2 separate regions of the Sus scrofa genome follow, and region 1 is linked to region 2. The links are chromatin contacts, called in public HiChIP or PLAC-seq maps. All regions are on one chromosome and are shown on one strand. The core of a region is the stretch at or near the end of the contact, and the rest is flanking DNA. Distances in the headings are between cores, read along the strand shown.

What was found. HiChIP or PLAC-seq counts read pairs in DNA pulled down with a chosen protein or histone mark.
Region 1: a contact with region 2 is called in an H3K27ac HiChIP or PLAC-seq map of alveolar macrophages. The contact joins two enhancer-like sites. A contact is called at or near these places in 1 of 5 promoter capture datasets (fetal liver) and 1 of 2 datasets of contacts at active chromatin or transcription factors (alveolar macrophages).

What each region holds. Positions count from the first base shown.
Region 1 is chr9:92,313,617-92,321,446 of Sscrofa11.1, reverse strand. All of the region lies in intron 1 of TRA2A (transformer 2 alpha homolog), which reads left to right. Among named protein-coding and RNA genes, the nearest start is that of TRA2A, 6.1 kb to the left of the region's middle. Within about 2 kb of position 3,661, at least 2 of the 83 cell types and tissues checked have an H3K27ac peak or open chromatin away from gene starts, as enhancers often do. A contact at or near this core is called in alveolar macrophages, where this site is marked.
Region 2 is chr9:91,962,344-91,969,016 of Sscrofa11.1, reverse strand. KLHL7 (kelch-like protein 7) reads right to left here. Exons shown (of 12, transcript XM_021063445.1): 10 at 3,699-3,900; 11 at 259-356. Among named protein-coding and RNA genes, the nearest start is that of NUPL2, 16 kb to the left of the region's middle. Within about 2 kb of position 3,831, at least 5 of the 83 cell types and tissues checked have an H3K27ac peak or open chromatin away from gene starts, as enhancers often do. A contact at or near this core is called in alveolar macrophages, where this site is marked.

The sequences.
Region 1 (7,830 bases), core at 2,412-4,911, 350 kb before region 2:
TGATTCTCAAGGCAATTTCATATTCACCAATGCTTTTAGTTTTTAAATTACAGTGATCTTTTATCTGCTAACCACAAACCAGCAGTTTAGAAAGATTTTATAAAATATGTTTAACTGATTTACTGTGCTGTACACTTGAAATTCACACAACTTTCTAAATCAACTATAGTCCAATAAAATTTATTTAAATTTTTTTAAAAAGGTTTTATAGAATACATTTGTTGTATTTTTGTACCTAAATGTAATAACCGGAGTTCCTGTTGTGACTTAGCGGTAACCAATCTGACAAGTATCCATGAGGACCGGGATTTGATCCTTGGCCCTACTCAGTGGGTTAAAGATCCAGCGTTGCCACAAGCTGTGTGTAGGTCTCAGACACTGCTTGGGTCCCACGTTGCTGTGACTGTGGCATGGGCCAGCAGCTGCAATTCTGATTCAACCCCTAGCCTGGGAATTTCCATGTGCTGTGAGGGTGGCCCTAAACTAAATAAATAAATAGTAAATGTTATAACCTTTCAGAGAGGCTCAAAAAAGTGTTTTCAGATGATCTTTCCGAAGTGTTTTAAGTAGTTGTTGTATCTCAAACTTTTTGACTGAAATAGAGAATTGACTAAAATTGATGGGTCAGTATTCAGATTTCATTTGCTAAGTGTACAGAGTCAATATTAATAGTGCATATTAACTCTATCTTATTGAAAAGATTCTTAAAATTAGAGGATAACTTTCTAGAGACTGGAAACACATGGAAGAAATAGGACTGTTTACAAGTACCAGTCCGTTGCTCATTTCATACATACACTATGCTGTATATTTTTGGTTACTTTTTTGAAAAGAGTACACTGCACTTCAGTGTCTCAGAGCAGTTATGGAGTTTGCTAAAAACAGCTACAGGAGCTTGCTTTTCCATTATAGATTAATATCTCTTGCATTTTAAAGGACTAGAATAAAAGACCTTTAGGAAAGAAAATATAATTGACTAAATTTTGTCGTAAGTAACACTGACAGTTAACCAACAAAATTGCCTTCTACTCGAGGTAAAACTTTTGAGCATCTGCTGCCTTTTTAGTAAAAGCCAGGTGTTCTTAAGGGAAAGAGAACTTGGAGTCTGATTTGAGATGACTGACAGCTCATATCTGGGTAAAAGTAAGTATATGATGAAGTGGTATGTGATAAAATTAATAAAGAATTTGAAGCAGTTTTGTGTGCCTATGAGAAAGGGAAAGCTTTAGTATGGAAAAAGTACATTGGCTCTTATGATTAGGGAAATATGAACATTGTAAGGGTGGAACAGTGAGGTTGCTAGAGTAATGAGACATGATAGATTTGACTAGTCAGGTATTGAAGCATTTCGAATTTTAGTTTTAGGAATTTGGACTTAATCTAGTATTCACTAATGAGCTGTCTATGGATTCTTAATTCTTGGATGGCATAGTGAATTTTAGCAAAGAACAGAGACCGGTACAGGAAGATCAGCAGGGCACACTTGAAATATTTAAGGTAGGAGCTTATGAAAAATTAGGTCTAAACTGAATAGACATTTTCAAGGGATCCAGGAGAATAGTAGTGCCATTAAAATAGGCCAACATGAGCAATTTGTTTGTGACATGTATATCAAGTTAACAGAACCTTAAGAGGAAATGTCTTTTGGAGCTGGCAGTGAGGTTGGTACTTGAACTATGAGTTTTGCATGTCATCTTCATAAAAAGAATGAGTTGTTTCTAATTTTTTTCTTTCACAATGGCCCACAAATTTATATTGGTGTTTTTAAAAGAGGTTAAAGACTTTTTTTTTTTATCATGTAAGGGTCTTATTATAATTCCACAATTGTCTGTGCTTTGTAGGATAAAGAGGAAAGATAGTCCTTATTCTTTCCTCCTTTATTCAGAGCTTGTTCTGGCTTCTTGAATACCTGGAATATTATAAAACAGACTCCCAGTGTTCCCCTCTTAATATATGAAATGATTAATCGTATGATAAAAATAAAGAGCAAAACACAAATTTGGCTGTTTTGATTTGGAATTTAAATTTGTGTGTATTAAGATAGCTTGTTAAAGAATAGCAGAAATGGGGGAAGATTTTTATATACGAGATTCTCTCACTGAGGGGTAGTAATTTGCTCAATCTAAGCAGAAAGTGGGATTTTTTAAAGGAGCTCTGCAACTAATTGTATCCACGATGCCTAACTGTAATTTTATAGATTTGTCATAGATCCTTCTTATGATTTGTACCATTCCTAAAATAAGTTTAAGTTGTTTTGAGATCTGAAAGAATATCAAGAGATTTAAATATTTAGGAATGAGAGTCATTAAAAAATACAGGTAAACATTGTTCATGGACTTAGTTTTGTAAATGAACTGAAGTTATTTACTCATGATATAACATTTGTAGTATAACAAGTGTGAAATGGTCATGAATAATCAGCATAATAGTGTTTTAGAACTTGTGAACAGTGAAAACCTCTTTGATAGCATTAGCGGGTATTCAGGCATCAAGTAACTAACCTAGGGACCACAAACAGTGAGTGAATCTGATTATTTGTTCACATGTCCTAACAGATTTAGTAGGAAAGAGTGGAAGTGAAAAAATGGTAATGATCAGATGGGGAAAAGAATCAATAGACACTGTTTAAAAAAAAAAAAGTTTGAGTTCCCATCATAGCTCAGTGGTTAACGAATCTGACTAGGAACCAAGAGGTTTCGGGTTCGATCCCTGGCCTCACTCAGGGGGTTAAGGATCCGTTGTTGCCATGAGCTGTGGTGTAGGTCGAAGACACAGCTGGGATCTGACATGGCTGTGACTGTGGTGTAGGCCAGCGACTACAGCTCCGATTTGACCCCTAGCCTGGGAACCTCCATATGCCACTGGTGTGGCCCTAGAAAAGACAAAAAGACATAAATAAATAAATAAAACAAGTTGAAAAGAACAAAAGGAAATGTGGTTTTTTCCTACCTCATTTAAGTTACTTCCATTTATAGTTTTGTATAATCCTTATGAACTCATGATTTTCACTAAATGTGTGAGTGACTAGGCCTGACCAGTGTGAGGTAGAAGAACAGTTATCCTTGTTTTTTTCCCTTAAAACTGAGGTCCTGTAATCTTGCTTATTCAAGATTTGTAAATACTCCATGGCACTTCTGTAAAAGGTTCTTAGTTTTTAGTTGCTCTTAGTTTCTAATATAGCTAAACCACTTTAAGTCCTTTTACACTAGTTTTCTATGCCTTCGAAATTGCCACTTAGACACGAGCTTTTTGGAGTTACAATTGATCACAGCATATAAGCTGGTCATTTTATGAACCATGTTTGAAATTAGTACAGAAGATTTGTAAATTTTATAGGTAATTTAATAGTTGTAACATGAATTTAAATTTGATTATATATGTATAAATGCCAATTTCTAAATAATATGTTACACAAAAAACATACAAGTTAGAGTATCTGTGAGTCTTTTTTGATACAAAGACTTTAATCTCACTTAGAATGCAGCATGCTGGTATGACTTTTAAGAGAAGGGAAATTATCACTTAAAAATAGTTAATGAGGAGTTCCCGTTGTGGCTCGTAGTGAACCCGACTAGTATCCGTGAGGATGCAGGCTCAATCCTTGGCCCCACTCAGTGGGTTAAGGGTCATCTGGAGTTGCTGCCAGTTGCAGTTTAGGTTGCGTATGCAGCTCAGATCTGGCATAGGCTGGCAGTGGTAGCTCCGATTAACTGGGAACTTCCATGTGCCATGGGTGCAGTCCTAAAAATAAATAACGCTAATGAGGGTGTTGTGGTTGTGGCTCAGTGGGTTAAGGGTCTTGCGTTGCTACCAGCTGTGGTATAGGTCAAAGATCTAGCTGGGATCTGGTGTTGCTGTAGCTGTGGTGTAGGCCAACAGCTGCAGCTCCAGTTCAGCCCCTAGCCTGGGAACTTCCATATGCTGCAGGTGCAGCCCTAAAAAGACTAAATAAAAATAGCTAATGTTAATGAGCAATTGGAGTTAGAGAGTAAGAGTATTTCTTTTGTAAACCTGAGAGTCTGAAAAAGAAGCACCATATAAAATGAAAGAATTGAGTAACACAGAAGGTTTCCCACAAGTCCTAAAGAATGAAGTTCTTGGTACAATAAATATTATAGTTATTTGGATAATTTAAGTACCCCCCCAAAAAAAATACAATTTACGTAAATACACTAGATGATTTCTATGGAAATCTCTAATTTCACCAAGGAGTGGGAAAATATATTTTGAAAAAATTTGTATTAAAAGCTTATGCTAAAAAAAAAAAATCCGTTTTTTTTTGTTTTTGTTTTTTTTTTTTTTTTTAGAAAAAAGCTTATGCTATATTCATATAGACTTGGATTTGTGTAAACCTGGTACTTGGGACAGAATTTGCTTTGCCATAATATTAGGGTCACAGTGTAGCATTTATATAGGTTTATTTTAATGGATTTTACTTGGATTTTTTTTCCATCTCTAACTATTAGCTGTATTAAGTGACATTGCAATTAGTGTTTGCTGTTAGAATTGTTCTCATGTTCTGCAGCAGCATGTGCATATTTAGTCAGCTTTTTTCATGATTAAAAAAATAGTACATTGTTAGTGAGGTTATTTACAGTGTATAAAATACAACTATTTTAATACAGAAAAGAAAAATAGTTTTTAAGCTGCTTGTATTCGATACTCTATAGTACTTTCTTTTTTTGATAAGCAAGAAATAGATTTATTAAGATAGATGCTTGTGGGAGATTCAGGCAGGCAGACAAGGAGGCTCTTCCCCAAGGATTAGGTGGGCTAAATTTTTATAATCTAAGGGAAGTGGGGAGTCTCTGTAATACTTTCTGAGTACTCATTGTTAGCTCCTCTTTGTTTTTGGCTATGTCCTTCGGCTACCACTACAGCCTTCTAATTGATAGAGAATAGTTTACAGAACAAATGGACACTAAGCAGGTTGTACTGTGAGAATTTTCTGCCAGGCTCATGGTTTATAGTAGGTAAGGTAGACTGGAAGCCTGTCGAACTATGTTTCTGTTGAAATTTCTGGCATGATTTGGGTGAATCATTAATCTATGTCAGGTAAACACTATTTTTAATGGTTGGTGCATCCAAATGGAGGGTACTGAGGAATTTGCTAAACTCCTTGACTGGACAGCTTTAAGAGCAGGTTAAGTGTAGTGTCTACAGAAACAGGAGAGATAACACCCCTTCTCAATATTTCAGTTTATCTTTCTGTTTGCAGTTTCAGTTCTTTTTCTAAATTCTGATTAGCTGTATGAATTTCCCTGGAGAAAGTTCAAATTATTTCATAATTAAGGCAAATCAAAAGTAGAAAAGGGCAATCTAGCATTTGTCCATATAAGGCTTATTGATACTCAAACCTCAGTTCTAATGCACAGTTAGTGAAAATGGCATTTATTTGGTGTTAGCTTTTGATGAATGTTATTTTTAAATGGTAAATGTTAATATGACGTTTTGTGTCTTTGAGAATTAAACTACCAATTCTTAAAATGACAGACCATTTTTTTGGTATTACAGTAAAAATAATTATGAAGAATTAAAAGTTTTGTGTGTTGTAGTTTATTCTTTGGGTTATTTGCTGACAGTTACTGATTTGCCTTTTAAGACTTTTAAATTTCTAAATTGTTTGTGGAGGTTAAAATATTGGTATCTTCATAACTATAAATTAAAGGGGAGGGAGTTCCCCTTTATGGCTCAGTGGAAACAAATCCGACTAGTATCCTTGAGGATGCGGGTTCAATCCCTGACCTCGCTTAGTGGGTCTGGAATCTGGCATTGCCATGAACTGTGATGTAGGTCTTGGATCCTGCGTTGCTGTGGCTGTGGTGTAGGCCGGCAGCTTCAGCACCGATTCGACCCCTAGCTTGGGAACTTCTATATGCTGCAAGTGCAGCCCTAAAAAAAGCAAAATAATAATAATAATTAATTTATTAAAGGGGAGTTAAGAGTACTTTTTCTTAACCTTGAATGATTCCATGAAGAAATACATGCAGATTGAGGTTCCCCTGATTAAAAAAAAAAAATTGAAGGGTAGACAACAAAGTAGGTTAGGTATTTGTGACACCTTGGATAATATAAAGCATGCCTTCTTTGAAATTTGCTGAGGAGTTCCCCTTGTGGCTCAGCAGAAAGGAACCCAATTAGTATCCATGAGATTTTGGGTTCTATCCCTGGCCCCACCCAGTGGATCAAGTATCTGGCATTGCTGTGGCTGTGGTGTAGGCCAGCAGCTGTAGCTCCGATTTGACCCATAGCCTGGGAACTGCCATATGCTGCAGGTGCGGCCCTAAAAAAAAGAAAAGAAAACCCAAAATTTGCTGTTATCTTTTCAAAAAAATATCCTGTCATATCTTAGTGCTTTTGTTAACTAAAAGGAAACCTGAATATTTTCCAGTAGGTTGCTATGTTAGAAATGGGATTTAAAGTTTAAACTTCTTAAGGAGTTACCTTGTTTACATTAATACCTAAGAAATAGTAGTTTTTAGCAATGTTGAATAATTTTCAACTATTATTTTTATGAGGGAAGGCTTAAATCTAATATATAAAGGTTTGATTGCTATCCTAGTAAAATTAAAGGATTTATGGTGTCACAGAACACAAAACTTTCTGTATGTATAACAGGGCTGTGGTGATCTATACTGGGGGTCTATTTTATAGAAGTACTAGGAAAGCTGAAAGGGAGAGGGGAAGATACTCTTAAACCAGCCTAGTTAATGAAGCGGCCATGAGACCAGTTAAAGCAAATTAGCCATACTTTGTTTTTGTTTTTAGTAGTAAATATGCTCCTTTTACAGTTTTAGTGAGTGAAAAGGCCTAAGTTGCTCTCCCTGGTCCAGGCATCTGTCCAAAAATTTAAAGTGTATCTGAGATGTGGTGAAAGACTTGTTGTAGGTAAATAAATGAGCATAGTTGATATTGAGCAGAAAGGTAGCAATATACTTCAGTTTTGTTTTCATCTGAAAAAAAAAAGTACATAGGCCTAGCAGCATTAGTACTGTTCTTGATAAATAAGTCTTTTGACATTAAACTTGAAGGAAAACTTTAAGGAAGTTGAGTGATGGTCTTAATGGCCTAAGTGAAAATTGGTGTGAAATTGGGATGGTTATTTACACTAATAATCAAAGCTTAAGGAGACAGAGAAACCAAATTGTCCATTGGTCATAAGTGCTTCGAATAACTGTCTAAAAAAAAAAAGTTCCCGTTGTTGTTGCTCAGGGTTAAGGAATCTGACTAGTATCCGTGAGAATGCAAGTTCGGTTCCTGGCCTTGTGCAGTGGGTTAAAGGATCCAGCACTGCCACAAGCTGTGGTGTAGGTCGAGGATTCGGCATGGATTTGCTGTTGTGGCTGTGGTGCAGGCCAGCAGCTATAGCTCCGATTTGACCCCTAGCCTTGCATCTTCCATATTCTGAGGGTGCAGCCCAAAAAAGACCCCCCCCCAAAAAAACTAAGCTTTTAATCAGTTTTAACTTAATTGACTTGGAAAGTTTTGATTTATATCCAGATTTTTCAATAGCCAGTCAATTTTCTGATAAAGGATATACTCACAGAACGGACTATATAAGTATGCATAGCTGCATAAAATTTGAACAATAGAGATGGGGGGAAATCATGCTATTAATTTCATAATGTGTATTAGGATATTTCATTGGATAAAATAGAATTTTTAAAATGACTCAGATGCAAAAATACATATACTACTAAGAATTTACAAGCCAAAGGGGAAATTTTTTAAATTTCATACTTTCTTTTTCCCCTTTGTTTTTTTAGTATTCTTGTTTTATTTCAGATCAAATCTTTCTAGTAAAGTCAAACTGAGCAAAGATAGTGGTCA
Region 2 (6,673 bases), core at 2,582-5,081:
CTGAGCAAGCCAGGGAATGAACCCACATCCTCATGGATACTATGTCGGGTTCCTAACCTGCTGAGCCAAGAACTTCAGGAATGTTAAATGTACATATAATGTATCATAAAATGTTAGTTCCCAGAAACTAAAAATAAGTATGACAATGTATGTAATCAATGCATGTATGTAGATCTTAAGAAACATTCCTATAAATTTAAGATAAGGAGATAGCAGCAAGTTCATTGGGAAAGTTGAACAGTGAATTATATCACATACCTAAGCCATTCTGACCACCCACAGCAAATATCTTGTCCTTTACAAATACCAGTCCATGATTCTTCCTGGCCTCAATCATTGGACACAGTTCAGTCCATCTGAAAAAATAAAGTTTTCAGTGTACTTGTTCACAAGAAGTAAAAGGACTCATACTAATTTATAAGAAGTCTGTTATCCCAACCAAGCATGCATTTACCACTCACTTATGTGTACGTACACACACACACACATGCGTGCATGCACACACACATTTGGAAAGATAGAAAACAAAAGTTTAACACCTATTTATTTATAGGTGGGGTAAAAGGGGACTTTATCCTTTTCAACTCCAACAGGAAGAAAGAGATGATATGTGGAGACTATTAACATGTCTTTGGGAAAAAATCCATTTCCTGTAGTTCATAATAACTGGTAAAATAGTGTCAACAGGGAAAAAAAAAAAAACAAAAAAAAAACAACCCACAATGTGAGAGCTATGAGTTAAGTTTTATTTGGAGTAAAATGGGGACTATAGCCCAGCAGACAGCATTTCAGATAGCTCTAAGAAAGTGCTCCAAAGAGGTAGGGGAAAGGTCAGTATATATATGATTTCACTAAAGGCGGATACATAAAGGTGAGCACACATTTTGCAGAAGGTTACTGCTAGTCACGAGGAGCGGATGTCACCATGAATAATTCTAGTGCTTTTCTAGTTATAAGGAGATGCAAAAACTGGGCTCAAAAAATCTTCCTCTGAAAATTTCTAACTATCTGAAGGCCTGTTTCTGCCAGTTCTCCCAGAGAACAGAGTGTCTCATTCCTCATCTCCACCCTGAACTTCTTTTAGCAGGTGCTGAAGGTCAGCAGCTGCACTGGCTCATGATTTAATCCTTGTAGAGGTAAATGCCAACTGTTAATTTTTGGTTGGCAATAGTAACAAAAAAAGAAGGGGAAGATACGTAAGAAAATATAAGGCAATAATGTAAGAGTAAGTAAAAAAAGTAAAACAAATTTATCACGGGCCTCTAGCAAATGGCAAATGAGCATATCTCTTTACTATTTACTTGTTCATGTTTAAATACACACAGAATTTTAGCCAGCTCTAGAAACTACAGCACTATTATTCTGTCACACTTAGTAACATTAGTATGTTGCTGTGTTTCAGGCACTACTAAGAAGAATGAGACTGAGAGTGTAAATGTGGATACAAGTATTGAAGGAGACTAATTCACAGGTAGCAGCATTAAACACAGTCAACTTTATTCAGTTATTTTGTTTTTTTGGTTATGAGATCCAACCACCTCTTCTGCATACACCCCCATATGTACAACTGACATTTGTGACTGTGAAGATGGCACACAGGCTTGTGCTCTTAACAACTGATATAAGCCAAAAGACTCCAAACAACAACAAAAGGGAAATGTGGCACAAGTATAAGTCTCTGATTATTTATAACTCTCTTTTAAAAAATTTAATAATTTAACTTTTCAAAATACACAGCATAATGATGAATTCTGAAAAACTAACAACACTTTTGTTGCCTTATGTTTATATATTTTTGGTCTGTCTTTAAAATGGTTTGACAGTCCCCACTCCCACTTTCTGAGCATTTAGTTAAGGTGAGTTGGGCAGGCCCTCCTGTTTTTCAGGATAAATGCACATGCTCCTCCAGGTAAAAAGACCAGCAGACAGCTCCAAAATGGGAGAGCCTGTTCCCTGCCCCCAAGGCCTTGCCACAGTGAGCTGTCAAAGTGCATTAAACAGTGTCTGCTGTAGAAAGAATTCCATATACATATACCTTTCTTCTCTAAATATGTCTTTGATATAAAGTAAGAATGTTTTTACGTATCTCTGAGTCTGCTGAAATTTCAAATTAAGGAAGTCCCACAAAACACAGTTCCTTCCTCTTGTAATTCACATGCAGAGTATGTACTAGGTCATCACTCTTCCCAACCTGAGTTTAGTGTTCAGCAGCTTTTCTTAAAATTCTGTTTGCATGGTGTTTCCATATGTTTCATTTCTTAGCTTCCAATTAAACATATTCTAGTTAAAAAAACATTTATTGCATTTATTGGCATTCCTGCCTGGCTCAGTGGTTAATGAACCTGACTAGCATCCATGAGGACAAAGGTTCGGTTGCTGGCCTCGCTTAGTGGGTTAAGGATCCGGCGTTGCCCTGAGCTCTGGTGTAGGTCACAGACGCGGCTCAGATCCAGTGTTGCTGTGGCTGTGGTGTACGCCAGCAGCTACAGCTCCGATTTGACCCCTAGCGCCTGGGAACCTCCATATGCTGCAGGTACAGCCCTGAAAAGACAAAAATACAAAAAAAAAAAAACAAAAAAAACCAAAAAACCCTCACTAAAATAACTGTCCAAATTGGGAAGAAATAGTCTTACCAAAAATAAGCTGGGGGAACATCACATATTAGAAAGGAAATCATAGTAGTATATAACATCTTTCATTTTGAGATATGGATAATTATATTCACACCAGCTTTTCACTTAGGAAAATGTAAGAGCATTGTTCAATTCCTTGTTAGTTAATTACACTATACCACCACCCCACTATTCAATAGCTAGCACATTTCCTTTAGCTATATTGAATGGCTTCCACCACGATCAGAAAAACTGGCTAACCATTCGATTTTTTGTTAGTATTCTACCTTTTTTAAAAGCAAGTTATTTGCTTCCCAGTTGATTTAAGAATAATTTTATTTAATAAATATGAATCCAAACATACTTTAGCAAAGCAGAAACTCAAAAAAGGGCAGTATATCTAGGGGTGTGATTCATTAATGCAGTGGACCAATATGTAAATACGTCTAATGAAAGGCAAATTTACTATTGATCATAAACTGTCTCCCCCCCAACACACACCTGCCAATCTCTCAAAGAAAAATACTTTATGAATTTGATGAATCAGTCATATTTGTCTCATTCACAGGCATTTATTGCACAAGCAGGAACAGAAAGAGAGGGAATCCTACAGGGTATAAGGTAAAACTATCTCTTAAGGTGTAGAGAAGAGTCCAGGCTGTAAACATGCCCCCTGCCCCCAGCACATTCAAAACCGTATGTACATTCCCCCCCCCTTTTTTTTTTGTCTTTTTAGGGCTGCACCCACAGCATATGGAGATTCCCAGCCTAGGGGGTCGAATCAGAGCTGCAGCTGCCACCATATGCCACAGCAATGCAGGATCCAAGCTGTGTCTGCAACCTACACCACAGCTCATGGTGACGCTATATCCTTAACCCACTGAGTGGGGCCAGGGATCAAACCTGTATCCTCATCGATACTAGCTGGGTTCATTACCACTGAGCCATGACGGGAAATCCCTGTATGTACATTCTTAATGTGAGAATAAAAATCCTTCCTTTGGGTTCCTTCTGGCTTTTGACATCTTCCATTGAGCTTACAGAATACAATTAATTGTGAAATAAGAGTTTTAAATTGATACATACGTTTCTGTGGCAGGATCATAGACTTCACAGGAATTCAATACTCGCCCAGAAACATTGTTTCCTAAACTTCCACCACAAACATAGATCAGGCCATTGGCTTCCACCATCCCGTGGCTGCAGCGCTGAGTCAGCATGCTGGGCTTTGTGTGCCAACTTTCAGTTCTCGTATCGTAGCACTCAAATAAATACAGAGCTGAGTTTCCTATAAAAGAAAAGGACCCCATCAAGCTTAACGTCGTGTGTGTGTGTGAGCTTGGAGTGAGCTGACTGTAGAACTGCATTGTTAATTACTGGAGGAAAGAATTTAGGGTTATAAAGTCTTTTTTATACTGAATCAACAACAGCAAAACACAGAAATAGTTTAAGAAAAAGATACTCCTGGAGTTCCTGTTGTGGGCGCAGTGGTTAACGAATTCAACTAGGAACCATGAGGTTGCGGGTTCAATCCCTGGCCTCGCTCAGTGGGTCAAGGATCCGGCGTTGCTGTGAGCTATGGTGTAGGTCGAAGACATGGCTCGGATCCCGTGTTGCTGTGGCTCTGGCATAGGCCGGTGGCTACAGCTCCGATTCGATCCCTAGCCTGGGACCCTCCACACTGCCTCAGGAGCAGCCCAAGAAAAGGCAAAAAAAAAAAAAAAACAAAACAAACAAACAAAGAAAGATACTCCTGTTTGCAGAGACTTTGGAAAATATTGAAAAAAGGATCGGCTGGAGAGAGTTATTTATTGGTAATTAAACTTAAAAATTTTGTATAAACTTTTTATTTCAAAAGGAAAATCAAGTAAGACATTATGCATGACTTCCGGCCCGGTTATCCATGATGAGGATTAATAACTGAACTTCAAATGTTTATATAGATGGGAAAAGCATAGCCATTTACAGAGGGTAAATCCACATGCTGAAATATGAAAACTACTAGCTCACAGTATAGTCTTGTCATTTAATTTTCTATAAGAGCCAAAACATCATTAACAAAACTATTCTTCCTGACTACTCTCAGTGGTTGTGTGGGTAGGCCCTGAAGTCATGCTGGTCCATTCTTGAGTATACACTCTGGTATACTTTGATTATACAGTTTAATGGCAAACACACTCTCCCTGTTTTGCTACTTTTGCACATTATAGGAGCTCAATAAAGAGTTTTAGAGGAGTTTTCATTGTGGCTCGAAGGGTTAAGAATCTGACTAGTTTTCCATGAGGATGTGAGTTTGATCCCTGGCCTTGCTTAGTGGGTTAAAAAATCTGGCATTGCTGTGAGCTATGGTGTAGGTTGCAGACATGGTTTGGATCTGGCGTTGGTGTGGCTGTGGTGTTGGCTGGCAGTTGCAGCTTTGACTTGACCCCTAGCCTGGCAACTTTCATATATGGCCCTAAAGGAAAAAAAAAGTTGAAAAAAAAAGTTTTAGAAAGTGATAGTATTAAAGATCAAGTGCTTTTTTCCTTTCCCAAGAAAAAAGAAGTTAGGACTTTACCAAATTATTGTTCATCTCCCACATTTCTGGATTCTTCTAATGCTAACAACAACAATATCTTCATAATTTTCTATCAAAACCAAAGTGTATGAAGATCAAACAGTAACAAAATAAAGAAGCAGTAGTCATGACTAACAATAACTTTTTTTTTTTTTTGTAGTGACAACACAGGATCCTTAACCCACTTTAAAACAAGAGAGCTCGAATAACTTCTTTATAGGTTTTTTTTTTTTAAATTTTTTATCTTTTTTTTTTTTTCTTTTTCTAGGGCTGCACCCAAGGCATATGGAGGTTCCTAGGCTAGGGGTCTAATCGGAGCTGTAGCCGCTGGCCTATGCCACAACCACAGCAAAGCAGGATCCAAGCCGTATCTGGACCTACACCACAGCTCACGGCAACACCGGATCCTTAACCCACTGAGTAAGGCCAGGAATCGAACCTGCAACCTCATGGTTCTTAGTCAGATTTGTTAACCACTGAGCCATGACGGGAACTCCTCTTTTTAGCTTTTTAACATTTTCAACTTGGTATATTCAGTCAGTTGACACTAATAGGAAACACATAGCAGATTTCAAAAGTTAACTATTTAAGTAAAAAAAAACTAACTTAAGTAAATGCTGCTGAAATGAAGTTATCAACTATTGTTTCTATAAAATGGTATCTATAAAAACCTTCCTATCTTTAGGATTTACTGTATTTGAAATATGATCTATTAGGCATTCTATGAAGAATGCTTTTAAACAGAGGAAAAGGAGTCCCCACTGTGGTGCAACGGGCTTGGTGGCATCTTGGGAGCACTGGGACACTGGTTTGATTCTGGGCCCGTCACAGTGGGTAAGGATCCGGCATTGCCACAGCTGTGGCTTAGGTCAACACTGCTGCTTTGATCTGATCCCTGGCCTGGGAACTCCACATGCTGTGGGGTGGCCATAAAAAGAAAGAAAGAAAAAAAAAAAGGAGAAAAGACCACTTTTTTTTTTTTTTTTTTGGTCTTTTTTGCCTTTTCTAGGGCCGTTCTCGCAGCATGTGGAGGTTCCCAGGCTAGGGATCGAATCGTAGCTGTAGCCACCGGCCTACGCCAAAGCCACAGCAACGTGGGATCCATGCCGAATCTGCAACCTACACCACAGCTCATGGCAACACCGGATCCTTAACCCACTGAGCAAGGCCAGGGACTGAACCCACAACCTCATGGTTCCTAGTCGGATTCGTTAATCACTTCGCTACGACGGGAACTCCAAAAGAAAACTTCTTAAATCACATCTAGAAAATCATACAAAATCATAATCTTTCTTGTATTCATTTTACATATTCTGGGGTAAAAACTTTAATAAATCTGCTGACCAAAAGTAAAACATTCTTTGGCTTAATATAAAAATCATCAAATAAAAAGACAATATTTAAATTCCATACCTTAGGTTTACTTGGTCTTCCTAGTTTTCTTTTTCCCCCCCCTTGTTTCCTAGTTTTCTTTATAAGCCCATTATTTTGCTAAAGAAAGCAC